Regions from separate parts of the Mus musculus genome. Here all the other regions are linked to region 1. The links are chromatin contacts, called in public Micro-C and promoter capture Hi-C maps. All regions are on one chromosome and are shown on one strand. Each heading gives the region's core, a stretch centred on a gene start, on an enhancer-like site or on the middle of the called end of the contact. The rest is flanking DNA. Distances are from core to core; before and after follow the strand shown. Region 1 holds the start of Smarcd3 (SWI/SNF related, matrix associated, actin dependent regulator of chromatin, subfamily d, member 3). Region 2 holds the start of 1500035N22Rik (RIKEN cDNA 1500035N22 gene). Region 3 holds the start of Prkag2 (protein kinase, AMP-activated, gamma 2 non-catalytic subunit). Region 4 overlaps Prkag2 (protein kinase, AMP-activated, gamma 2 non-catalytic subunit).

Region 1 (2,700 bases), core at 97-2,596:
TTAGGGTCCCTCGGTGCAATGGGTCTTGAGGGCTCAAATTGTATGTGTTCCCACAAGTTCCCTCAGGCATTGTCCCTCTCTCAGCGGCAGCCCCAGCTAGCCCATAAACCTGACCCTTGATTGTCCTGAAACCCGCGGACTCCTCCTTCAGAAGGTGGGGACAGGCGTGGCTTGTGGAATGGGCGGAGCTTGGGCTCAACCTAGGGATCTCAGGATTTGTCCCCTCCTTTCTGTTCTTCCTCCCCTCCAGGGATGGCCAGTTCTATCCACACTGTCCCATTTAGGGTTTCCTCGTCTTCCTACCCCACACTCCTGCTTTCTCTTCGGTTCTGGGGCGGACTTCACCAATCCCGAGCTCTCTGGGTCTCCGCGCCAAAGCCATCAAGCCCTGCTTGCCTCACCCTTTCCTCCTACCCACCCAAGTACCCACCCTGGATCCGCGCCATTCCTCACAATGTACTCCTCCTGTTCTCATGAGTCCAGTCCATGTCCCCTTTTCGGAAATATTTCCCCTATTGCCCTCACTTTCTCGCACAGAGACAAACAAAGACTCACAAGCCCAGAAATAGACTCCAACAGAGCTGAAAGACACAGGCCGTGTCCTGCCCCGCACGCACGCGCGCAGGCTCGGCGGCTCTTGTGAAGGGAAGCACACAGACTGGGCGTTTGTCAGTGCACGCACATAAACATCCACACCCACAGCCTCTGCGCCGTGCCACAAAAGGGTGCAGACACACGGTGTGCGAGACAAGGGCACACACATCTGCGGGCGCCCGGGAGCCCGCCTAGCCCGGCACACCCACCGCGCTGGCCCTGGGACAGGAGCAAGGCCTGCTTCGGGCTCGGGTTCCCCCCCAGATTCCTTCCAGCAAATGTTTCCCTACTTGGCCTGCCTGGTCCCAGGGGAAAGGGCCTCAGAAATGCTGCAGGAGCCACTTGGGGGAAAAAAGTTGGAACTGTCTGTTCCCTGCCTGGCCATGTCGGCGAATTCCCTAACCGAGAAACTATTTGTGGCGAGGGCAGAGTGGCTGGCGAGCCCCTTGTCACCTCCCGTGGTGTTCCCTCCCCGAGCCGCCACCGATGGGCCCCGGGCGGCCTGGGCGCAGCGCAGCTGCCCATCGCGCAGCCTCCGGGCAGATCGGCTCGTCTCGCCGCTTCTGTGCGCCGCTTGGACCACGCGGAGTGCACAGGAGGGCCGCTCCGTCCCCGGCGCGTCGCAGGCAGACCCCGGGCCGCCGGACTATTTCTGTCTTATCAGTGCAGGAATGCGGCAGCCGCGGCGGCGGCGGCGGCGGGCGGGCGGCGGCGGCGGCGTGGGCCGTGGGCCGTCAGGGCAGCCCTGAAGGGGCCCCCTCCCCACTCCGCTCGAGTAGAAGTGTGAGAGAGCCCAGCAGGACTCAGAGGGGAGAGTTGGAGGAAAAAAAAGGCAGAAAAGGGAAAGAAAGAGGAAGAGAGAGAGAGAGTGAGAGGAGCCGCTGAGCCCACCCCGATGGCCGCGGACGAAGTTGCCGGAGGGGCGCGCAAAGCCACGAAAAGCAAACTTTTTGAGTTTCTGGTCCATGGGGTGGTGAGTGGGGGAAAGTTAGCGGGGGAGGGTGAGCGAGCTGGCTCGGGCTGAATGGAGGGATGATCGGGAGGGGCCGCCGGCGCGCTCCGGCTCTCCCACCCCTTTGGTTGAGGGGCGCACGGTCACGGCCCAACCCTGGGACCTTGCGGGCGCCCTGGCATCCGAACACGTCGCCAAGCGGTCGGCTGGGGATGGGCGCGCGGCGGCCGGGAAGAGAGGCGTCGGCTTGGGTTCTTCTCAGGGGCAAGGGGTGGGATGTGGGCACCGTGCCTCCCCCAAGAGGGGGGTCCCCTCTGTAACTGACATGTCTCACATTCTTTTACTGGTGGGCTCAGGTGTTACCCCTGCCCTGGGGGTGGGGGTGGGGTGGTGACTCGAACACACAGCTAGGGCAGGGCTGCCTGTTGTCCCTGTTCATCCTTTGGGACAGGGTCACTCCGACTAGGTCTGAGCAGCTAGGAGCAGGTGACCTAAGAGCAAAAGCTCTCTGCTGAACAACCTCTGCATCCTAGCAGGAGGGCCTTGAGGACTTGGCCCTGCTGTCAGAGCTGAGAAGGGTCTACTTGTGAGACCTCAAGTTAAGCAGTCAGAAGATCTCCTTGGCAGGCTCAGCCACCAGAAGTTGATGACCTTAACACCTCAAAGGTGTGAAGGAGGGGCAGGAGTTGGGGACATGAGGCCTAGAAACCAAAGGGATAGTACTATACCGTTCTAACACACACACACACACACACTCACACACTCACGAAGACATGTGAGGAGTCTGAGGGTACCCAGGAACCTATTGAGGTGGAGAGCCTGCTGTGAGGAGCTCTAAGCCTGGGCATATGGAGGGAAGAGTCAGTCATATTTACTATGGCCAAATTTGGTTGTGACTCCAGGAAGCACCATTTCAGTGAGAGGCAAGGGCCCCCAGAATCTGACCCTTATGAGGCTGTTACTGATGGCAGGCTCCTGGGGGCCCCTAGAAGCCTTCTTCTCAGGGCCTCATTAGACCCAACAGTATCAGTGGCCTTGATGAATAGGAGAGTGGCTGATAGGGAAGAGGGCTTCTCTGTGGCAGCCTGTTCTCTAGCCATAGGGATCTCTGGGGTATAAATTCCAAGGCAGCCCTATGGGTTAGTGGAGTTACC
Region 2 (2,700 bases), core at 184-2,683, 380 kb before region 1:
TCTGTGGCTGAAAGCTTGGTGGAGGAGGACATGAAAATATTCCACCAGCAAGAGGCAGCCCTGACCTTGATTTTTCAGGACAGGACAGATGGTGACATTTAGAGAAAGAGAAGCAGCTTCATCCTGGGGAGCTACCCACAGCCTGGGCTGTGTGAGGGCCTGAGGAATCTAGCCTTGGGGGCCTCAGACCCCTTCCTCTGCAGTCTCCCTCCCTGAAGCAGGGTCCACTCCCCTCCAATGGGCTTTCTAGGAAGGAGCCTCCCTGTGCCGTGGGGACGAAAACTCTTGGAAGTTAAAGAAAGGTAAAGACAACAGGGGAGCGATGGGTGTTGCTGCTAATACTGAGGGTCATTTTAGATCTTTTGTTTAGTTTTTGTGATGCTGGGGATAGAGCCAGTCCCCGAGACCCCTGAGGCCCATGGAAACATCCACAGAAGCCAGTCTTTGTCTGCCCCACCTGCGTTACCTTTCTTCTCCCTGGAAACAAGAGCCAAGCTTCTGCCTGATCTCTCCTTTCTCCTCTGCCTCCTGAGCAGCCTGGCATTCCTTGTCATGCCGCTCCCCCCCCCATGGCTGTGACACACCCCCTCCTCTGGGGGACTGTAATACACTGTCTTTCCAGAGGAAGCTCATCCCCTGACCTCACTACCCCGAGTCATTAGAAAACTACATTTTAAAACACATTTCCCACTGCCTGTAAACCTAGACATTAATTGTCCTGGCTTCTTTTTTTTTTTTTTTTTTACACTTTGAGTGCAGCGTTGTCTCAGGGAGCTCGGCAGGCCACAGTCTACATAGGACACAGATCATACACCCAGCCTTTGAGGATGGCACGCTCAGTCTCCAGGTTCCTTCTCATCTGCTGGGCTCAGTCTGGGGCCCCTGGTGGTAGGTGCACACAGAGGCAGCCTTAAAAGGTAGGCAGCCTAGGGTGGGGATGTAGATCAGTAGGTAGATAAAAAGTGTGCACAAAGACTTGGATTCCATTCCCAGCACTATATAATTATGATTGCTCATGCCTGTAATCCCAGCACTCGAGAGACAAAATAGCGAGATCAAGACTTCAAGGTATCCTTGGCTACAGAGTGAGTTTGAGCCTACAGGAGACCCTGACTCAACAAACCAACACTGACAGCCCATTCCAATCCCCTGCCTGCTACCCTGGGCCCAGGCAGTGCATGCCAGCCTGCCTCTGCCTATTGTCTAAGAGCTGCACAAATGTAGGACTCTCTCCTCACCTGTGATTGAGCTTGGCACCCATTCCCAGTCAGCTCTTCTCACGGTTCCTAGTTTGTATAGTCTCTGCTTCCTAGCACACTCAGCCTCAGCCTGCCCATGGCACTGCACGCCATGAGGACAGGAGCCAGGAACCCCCAAGAACAGGGCCGCTCCATCCTCCAGGGCTGCATTTCTGTCAGGATTTCTCTGTGACTGGGAACCGGAGCGGCACTGGGTTTGTAGCCACTTGCCGTTGCTATAGCAACCCCTGACTTACACCAGCTACACACTAAAAATAGATCATCTTGCCCCTAATATAGAAAAATGAAGGAAAATGAGAGCAGGCAGGACCCTTCCCATCCAGTTATGCGCTGATGCAGCGGCTGGGTCTCTGTATGCGCGCACCCACTCAAGAGTAGAAAGAACAGGATGGAGGGGACACACTAGAGTGTCCTCAGAACTGCTGTGGCCTGGCTCTTCCCCATGTAGAGGCCTCAGCTGTCCTTTGTTCTGAACTAAAGCATTCAATAGTAAAGCACAGTTTACCCAAGGCGGGTTGTATGTTCCAGACAGCCTCTTCATGTACCCCAGGCTAGCCCTACCCTCACATCCATCTCCTGAGTTCTAGTCTTGCTGACGGGCACCCTCCACCTGGCCTGTTCAGCTTTTCAGTCTTACTTCTTCTGTGGGTTGTGTTTTTTGGAAGGTAGGGCTGCTGTCGTTTGCAGAACAGACAGCGTGAGAGCTCCTAGCGACAGCATCTGAAGTACTGAATTGCTTGGGAACGCTGTGACACAAGTGTTCCCCAGGAGTGAGCCTGGGGAAGGAGAACCTTCAGGTACTTGAAGGACCACCCATCCTCCTGGGGAGGAAGTACTGTGGGAAGACAGACCTCACCACTCTAGGACCAGCTCCTCCCTGGGATAGCAATGGCTCTCGATGCATTCGATCACGTTGTCCGAATCATGAAAGTTCAAAAACATTTCAAAATGCTTGAAGATTGTTCTGGAAGGGGTTGTGCAGGAAAGAATTGGGACCTGTCCCTACGGAGTCCGAATTGTGGCTGTCTGCCTGTCGTATCTGAGACTTGTTGATGGCATTTCCTGTGGTGGAATGAGTCTGTGTCCCCCTGAACAGCTGTCTGCACACAGTGGGTGCACTGTAGCCTTCCTTGTTCTTGGGAGCTGTTTTGTTTGTTTGTTTGTTTGTTTGTTTGTTTTTAAGGTGATGGGAGATGTGTGTGGGGCTTCTCAGAGCCCCTGGCTCTGCCATGGGGCTGAAGTGGTAGTGGACATTTGTGAATATGTAGAGCTATGCTTGGAATGTGGTGACTTGCATGTTAAGACGAGGACCTCTGCCCATAAGCCAGGGACAGCCAGGAGGGGCTGGGGGGCTTGGATTTGGGCCTTTGTGGGAAAGCCCACTGCCAGGAACCAGTGGGGAGACACCCTCCGCTTCTCCCATCCCCCATCTCTTCCTCCT
Region 3 (2,700 bases), core at 184-2,683, 500 kb before region 1:
TGAGGAGCCAGGCTGGGGAGGAGGGTGACGACACCGACACCGGGTTAGAACCTTCAGAGGACTCTCCAGAAGCTGCTTAGGGATACTGGTTGGGGGCTCTGGGGAGGAGGTGTACTTCATTCTTGTTTTGAAAGTGTGGTAGCAGGATGTATACAAACTTACCTGATGAACCAAGGATCGCCCCCTTCCCCCCAGCTGTAGGGTTTTACCTAATTTGCAGGAACTTGGCTGGTACCGTGGAAATCCAGGGGATTGCTGGACCCAGCAATGGGTTTCTCATGGGACAGACAGGTCCTTTACTAAATCATGGTCTTAAAGTGGTAACCACATCCTCTACGGTGGGAGAGCAGGAAGAGGAGTAAAGGCCATCTCCTTACCCGTGTCATGTCTTCGTCAAAGGAACCCCTATCACGTTTATGCTATAGGTACTGTCCGTGTATTACTGTTTACAGGGAGCAGGTGGGCTGATGTTAGCTTCAAAGAGCTGGAGTGATCACTGGGGTCAGCCGGTATTCAATTCTGAGCAGGAGAGGAAGCACGCCCCTCACTCAGACCAGAAGCCAAGGTCCTGCTGCCTGGGAGGAACACCAGGGCCCTGAGCAGCCCGCAGTACCAGATCTGCAGCCAGTGGCTCTGAAGATCCGGGAGCACGTGGCGTGTTCGCCCTGGTTTCAGGCTCCGACGCACCCATTTCCTCTCGTGGTTTTAGGACTTCAGCATTTACTGAGACCAGAGCGCCTTTGCCAAAGATCAAGGTTTGTTGCGCAATCTTTGATGAATCTGAAAAGAACCAAGTTGTGGAGAAAAGCCTGCACTCACCACGCCACAGGCCGCTCTGGACAGGATGGGGTTCCCTACGCCGCAGGGGGGCGGCGTTGCGAGAAGCGAGTGCGGTCACCCGAACCACTTTGACCCGGGGCTTCAATCGTGGCGTGGTCGGGCTGCGGGTGTGTGTTTCCGGGGGCTGGACCTAAACAGAGACACAGCAAAACCAGATGGATCAGAATCAGCTCCTGGCGAGTCCGGAGCTGGCCTACCTTGAGACAGAGAGTGCACGGCGACCACCCGGGGGCAGCGTGGGCCGCGTGGAGTGGGACAGTGGCGCCGCACGCCGCGCACTTCCTGTTCAACGCGCGCGCCGCCTGCCACCGCCCAGCGCTCCCAGAGCCTACGTTGGTGCCAGACCCGGCCCCCACAGTTCCCCGGGTCCCGGGGGCCGCGGCTCAGAGGCCGCCCGGGGCGGGCGCCCTGCCCTATTCTCCCCTAGGGGCTGGGGCGCGCCCTTCGGCCCGCAGAACCCAGCCAGCCGCCGCCACAGTTTATTCCTGCGGCCACGCGCCAGCCCAATTGCGACGAGTCTTCGCCTTTGCACCTCCTCTTCCCCCTCTGCCCTCCCTCTCGCCCAAAGAGGAGGCCCTCCGGGTCCCAGGCTCCCTGTCGCTTTATTGTGCGGCCCAGGGTTATGCATTTCTCTACCAAGTGTCTCTGGCCACCGTTTCCATCGAGGCACAGACACGAGAAGGCTGTTTTCCAAATTGCTGTTGTTAATTGCACCTGCCTGGCCGACTACCTCTGGGAATTTGTGGGAGGAGCCGAGAGGTGGAAAATGTTGCTTCGCTTTGCAGAAGGAGGAAAACTTTATCACCCAGCACAAGACTTCTGCCACGCGTAACCAAAAGTAGCACGGGCCGAGACTCTGCACCCAATGATTCCGTAGGAGAAAGAGGACGCTCCAACCCGGCATTCCGCGGACTGCCAGCCCCTCGGGTGGAGCCCCGCGTGTTACCTGCGCCACCCGCCCTCCCCGCGGAAGTCCCCACGAGGTGTTTTCAGGGTGGGAGGACAGTCATAAAAAGCGCGTGGCTCCAGTGTAACGGCAGCAGTCCTGGGAGGCAGCGAGGGGACCGAACCCCGGGGACGAGGCACCGGAATTAACTTCTAGCTAAAGTTATGGGAAGCGCAGCCATGGACACCAAGAAGAAGAAAGAGGTTTCCAGCCCGGGCGGGAGCAGTGGCAAAAAGAACCCTAGCCTGAAGAGGCGGTCACTGCGAGTGCACATTCCGGTGAGTCCCATCCCTGGAGCTCCAGACTCCCGCGGCGCCTAGGCGGTTAACAAGGGACACTCTGCGCGCGCCGTCCTGTCCCTCCTGTCCCTTCGGGAGGCTGGGGAGGGGGAGGGGCAGGGCCCAAGCTGGGCCGCAGAGCCCGAGATTGGATCTTGGTCCGTACTATAGTGGAGCTATGGGATTGTCTAGGACAGAGGCAAGGGTGTCTGCTGGGAAGCGAGTACGAGAAGCGCGCTCCCGGGTGCGCAAAGCCTGGTGGCGGACTGGGCGTAGCCCTGGATCGGGCCGGTGCGGGTGCTGGGGAGGGGGGTGGTGAGTTGTGTTGTTTTGTTGAAAAGGACCTCTTGTGAAGTGCGGGGAAGCGTGAGTTGAGGAGCCGCCGCCGCCACCGGGGACTGAGGAAAGGAGTGGTGGGTGGGAATATCGCGGGGTGCCACGGTGAGGCAGCACCCCCAAATAGCTCTCCCTCCACACCAATTTCAGGATGCATGTGAGTCGCGGCTGGAGCCCTTTGCAGTGATTCCCGTGGTTTGACTCCAGGAATATTTTGTGCCTCGTGGAATTTGGGGGCTTGAGGTTTTCTCGGCTTACTATACAGGGCTATTGCTAACTTCAGCCCAGAATACCCTGCCA
Region 4 (2,700 bases), core at 49-2,548, 410 kb before region 1:
AAACTTTAGATATCATTCTTCAGTTATTGTCCACCTCATCTTCTGAGATGGGTTCTTTTCATTGGCCTGGAGCTCCCACGTGGTGTTTCTGGTTGGCCATTGAGTCCCAGGGGTTCCCCATCTCCCCCCTCTGAGCTCTGAGATTGCAGTGCACCCTACATGTGGGTATCAAGCTCGAGTTCTCATGCATGCACAGCAAGCACTTCGTCAAGTTGGTTGTCTACTTAGCCCTAAAAAGTTCATCCTGTCATCTGAGATGAGCTGAGATGTCTTGTGCTACATTTAACCACTTGGGGCAGCCACTGCACCATCTAAGTCTTCACCACATTCAAGGAGCGATGCCTTTACTACTGGCCTCCTTTCCACCTTTGTTTTCTGGATCTTTTCTTACATCTAATTTCACTCACACAGTGTGGGGGTGTGTAAAATGAGAGAGCATAGCTGGGGTCCCGTTGTCCTGGGCCTGTCCCATCAGTTGCTTACATTTTTCCTGGCTTTTTGGTACTGTGGCCACTAGGGGGTGCTATAGCCTCACATGCTGAACCTTGAGCAGGCGCTGCTGTGAGAAAAAAGCAGGAACCGTCCCTGCACGTGTCTCGTCCTAGCAGAATCAGGAGGCCAAAAGGAAGGTTCACACCTCTGGCACTGGGCAGGCCACAGCAAACAAGCTGATCCCTGCCATCCTGGAGGCAAGCGGGACATACGTGGCCAAGGCATCACCATGCTGTGTCAAGTGCTGGGAAGAAAATCAGAAGGGTGACGGGGTGCTAGGTGTAGGGGAGTCAGGGGCAGCCTCTCTGATGGGAAGGAGTCAGAGAGGGCTCTGCTGGACAGCCCAAAGATGGCGTGCCAGGCAGGAGAATGCAGGGCATTTTTTTCCAGTCCTGAGGAAAAGAGCTAGCCAGCTAGCTACAGGTGAGGTCAGGAAGGTGGGGCCTCAATGGTGGAGCCCAGGGCTCTTTAAATGAATGGTTGGGAAAGCCAGAGGAAGGGTGTGCCCTTTGCATAAGCTTGTGTGGCTGCTGCTCAGACTACAGCTGGGACTGAGGGCCATCCGAGAGCCACTGAAACAGACCTGACATCAAGCCAATGGGCTCCAGCCTCCCTGGGGACGTCACTTCAGGCTTGTTTTCCTCTAGAAACTCTTGCTTAACTATGCTTGGCTTAAGCCGTCCTCCTGTGTGTGAGCTGAACTCTTACCACAAATCCCTCTGCAGTCTGTTGCCTCCTGACTGGCTTCTCTCGCTCCTCTCTTTGGAAACCACGCGCTGGGCTTGACTCTTCTCTCAGCTCTTCCCGTCTCACCCACTCTACCGCCACCATCCGGCCAGTCCCAGTTAGTGCATGGAGGGCCACCCACAGCAGAGCTCTAGCCTCAGGGCTGACAGTGGAAGGCACTGTAACCTGGAGGCCTGTTGCCTTCTGCGCTCTGTTGGGCTGAGACCAAGAACTCAGCTCCTCTTGTTCCTTTCCCTTCTCCTGCAGATCAGAATCGTCCTGACTGAGGTTTAGACTAAGATAGACTTTACAGCTAGCATGAAAACAAGTAGCAGCTGATGATGCATGGTGTGGCAGTGGCACTGGGACCTGAGATGGAAACATTGGGTCAGCTCCTCCAGCCCCACTGAGCAATACACAGAATCTTGTCTTAATAGCACACTGACGTTGCTGATGGAACTGCTTTGGGGCCTTATCTTTGTCCCACTAGGAAAAAAAAAAGGAATAAAAAAATCTCTGTCCTGGGTTCCACCTCTTCTGATTACACAAAGGCTGTTCCAGCCCTCAGATTAACACAGCCCTCAGCAAGACAGGTGGAAATCAAAAGATGGAGAACACACCCTGGCCCCTGGGCTATTTGCATCTGTGGGATACTTGAAAACCTGCGAACAAGTCATGCAAATGAAGCCAGCGGCTTCCCTGCTGCTCGTTTGAATTCTTAACTGCTGTTTGCAGTAAGAGATACATTGGAGAGCTTGGGGGGTGATTCAGTTCTGTGTGCTGGGAGTCTGAGTTCAAGTCCCAGAACCAAGGTAAAAAAAATCTAGGTGAGTGTGGTAGCAGCCTGGGAGGAGAGGAGGCTGGGAGGAGACCAGAGGACCTCTAGGACTTGCTGGCCAGCCAACCTCAACTAATTTAGTGAGAGACTGTCTCAAAAAGCAAGGTGGATGGAGCCTGAAGGACGGCTGAGATGATGGCCTCCAGATACCACAGTTACACCCCTGTACACACATTCCCTTCCCCATCCCTGCCCCTGCCCCCCTCTGCCTTGTGAACACACACACACACACACACACACACACACACACACACACGATGTTGTCATCCAGCATAGAACCCCCTTCTCATGACACGGGATTTCCTCTGGAATCTCTTCGTTGTCTCTGATTTTAGCATGCTTTATCAGATAAGACCGCTGATTTTTATGATCTGGGTGGAGAGAGTGATTGCAGTCTGGAAAATACAACCCCAGATGGTCAGAGACGTAGAGATGAGTTTGAAAGGCCTGCCAGTTGAGTCTGGCTAGGGTGTGGAGAGTGGGACTGGCAAGATGCACTCTGGCCAGAGATGGAGAAGTATCTTTCCTTGCTCAGTCTTGACCGAAGTCAGATGTACAGACCACCAAAGGAATGTCATTGCTGTGTGTGGTTACAGTGCTCCAGATCTTCCAGGAAGACTAAGTAGAGGGACTGGACATCCCCC

The links. Promoter capture Hi-C pulls out the DNA fragments that hold promoters and counts their contacts. A called contact is a pair of places that touch in the nucleus more often than the background predicts. Capture Hi-C pulls out chosen DNA fragments and counts their contacts.
Region 2: a promoter capture Hi-C map of embryonic stem cells shows a contact between it and region 1, with 6 read pairs. The contact joins the promoter of 1500035N22Rik here to the promoter of Smarcd3 in region 1. A contact is called at or near these places in 3 of 39 promoter capture datasets (embryonic stem cells and pre-B cells), 1 of 484 Hi-C or Micro-C datasets (embryonic stem cells) and 1 of 115 datasets of contacts at active chromatin or transcription factors (bone marrow-derived macrophages).
Region 3: a promoter capture Hi-C map of liver shows a contact between it and region 1. The contact joins the promoter of Prkag2 here to the promoter of Smarcd3 in region 1. A contact is called at or near these places in 2 of 39 promoter capture datasets (hippocampal neurons and liver), 1 of 484 Hi-C or Micro-C datasets (embryonic stem cells), 1 of 115 datasets of contacts at active chromatin or transcription factors (embryonic stem cells) and 1 of 9 other capture datasets (liver).
Region 4: a Micro-C map of embryonic stem cells shows a contact between it and region 1, with 2.4 times the contacts expected there. The contact joins the enhancer-like site here to the promoter of Smarcd3 in region 1. A contact is called at or near these places in 5 of 39 promoter capture datasets (the 3T3-L1 cell line, cranial neural crest, pre-B cells and 2 more), 2 of 15 datasets of contacts at CTCF or cohesin (the NIH/3T3 cell line and embryonic stem cells), 5 of 484 Hi-C or Micro-C datasets (LSK cells and embryonic stem cells), 4 of 115 datasets of contacts at active chromatin or transcription factors (embryonic stem cells, extraembryonic endoderm stem cells and pancreatic cancer cells) and 1 of 9 other capture datasets (liver).

What each region holds. Positions count from the first base shown.
Region 1 is chr5:24,600,648-24,603,347 of GRCm38.p6, reverse strand. Smarcd3 (SWI/SNF related, matrix associated, actin dependent regulator of chromatin, subfamily d, member 3) reads left to right here and starts at 1,346. Exons shown (of 13, transcript NM_025891.3): 1 at 1,346-1,567. The coding sequence starts at 1,490.
Region 2 is chr5:24,984,575-24,987,274 of GRCm38.p6, reverse strand. It overlaps 1500035N22Rik (RIKEN cDNA 1500035N22 gene), which reads right to left and starts at 1,433. Exons shown (of 2, transcript NR_166410.1): 1 at 1,239-1,433. The region is part of intron 3 of Prkag2 (protein kinase, AMP-activated, gamma 2 non-catalytic subunit); the gene reads left to right.
Region 3 is chr5:25,099,375-25,102,074 of GRCm38.p6, reverse strand. It overlaps Prkag2 (protein kinase, AMP-activated, gamma 2 non-catalytic subunit), which reads left to right and starts at 1,433. Exons shown (of 16, transcript NM_145401.2): 1 at 1,433-2,064. The coding sequence starts at 1,951. Gm42232 (a long non-coding RNA gene) reads left to right here and starts at 2,072. Exons shown (of 2, transcript XR_880887.2): 1 at 2,072-2,222. It overlaps 2900005J15Rik (RIKEN cDNA 2900005J15 gene), which reads right to left and starts at 1,100. Exons shown (of 1, transcript NR_027851.1): 1 at 1-1,100.
Region 4 is chr5:25,009,154-25,011,853 of GRCm38.p6, reverse strand. The region is part of intron 3 of Prkag2 (protein kinase, AMP-activated, gamma 2 non-catalytic subunit); the gene reads left to right. Among named protein-coding and RNA genes, the nearest start is that of 1500035N22Rik, 25 kb to the right of the region's middle. Within about 2 kb of position 1,298, at least 106 of the 459 cell types and tissues checked have an H3K27ac peak or open chromatin away from gene starts, as enhancers often do. A contact at or near this core is called in embryonic stem cells, where this site is marked.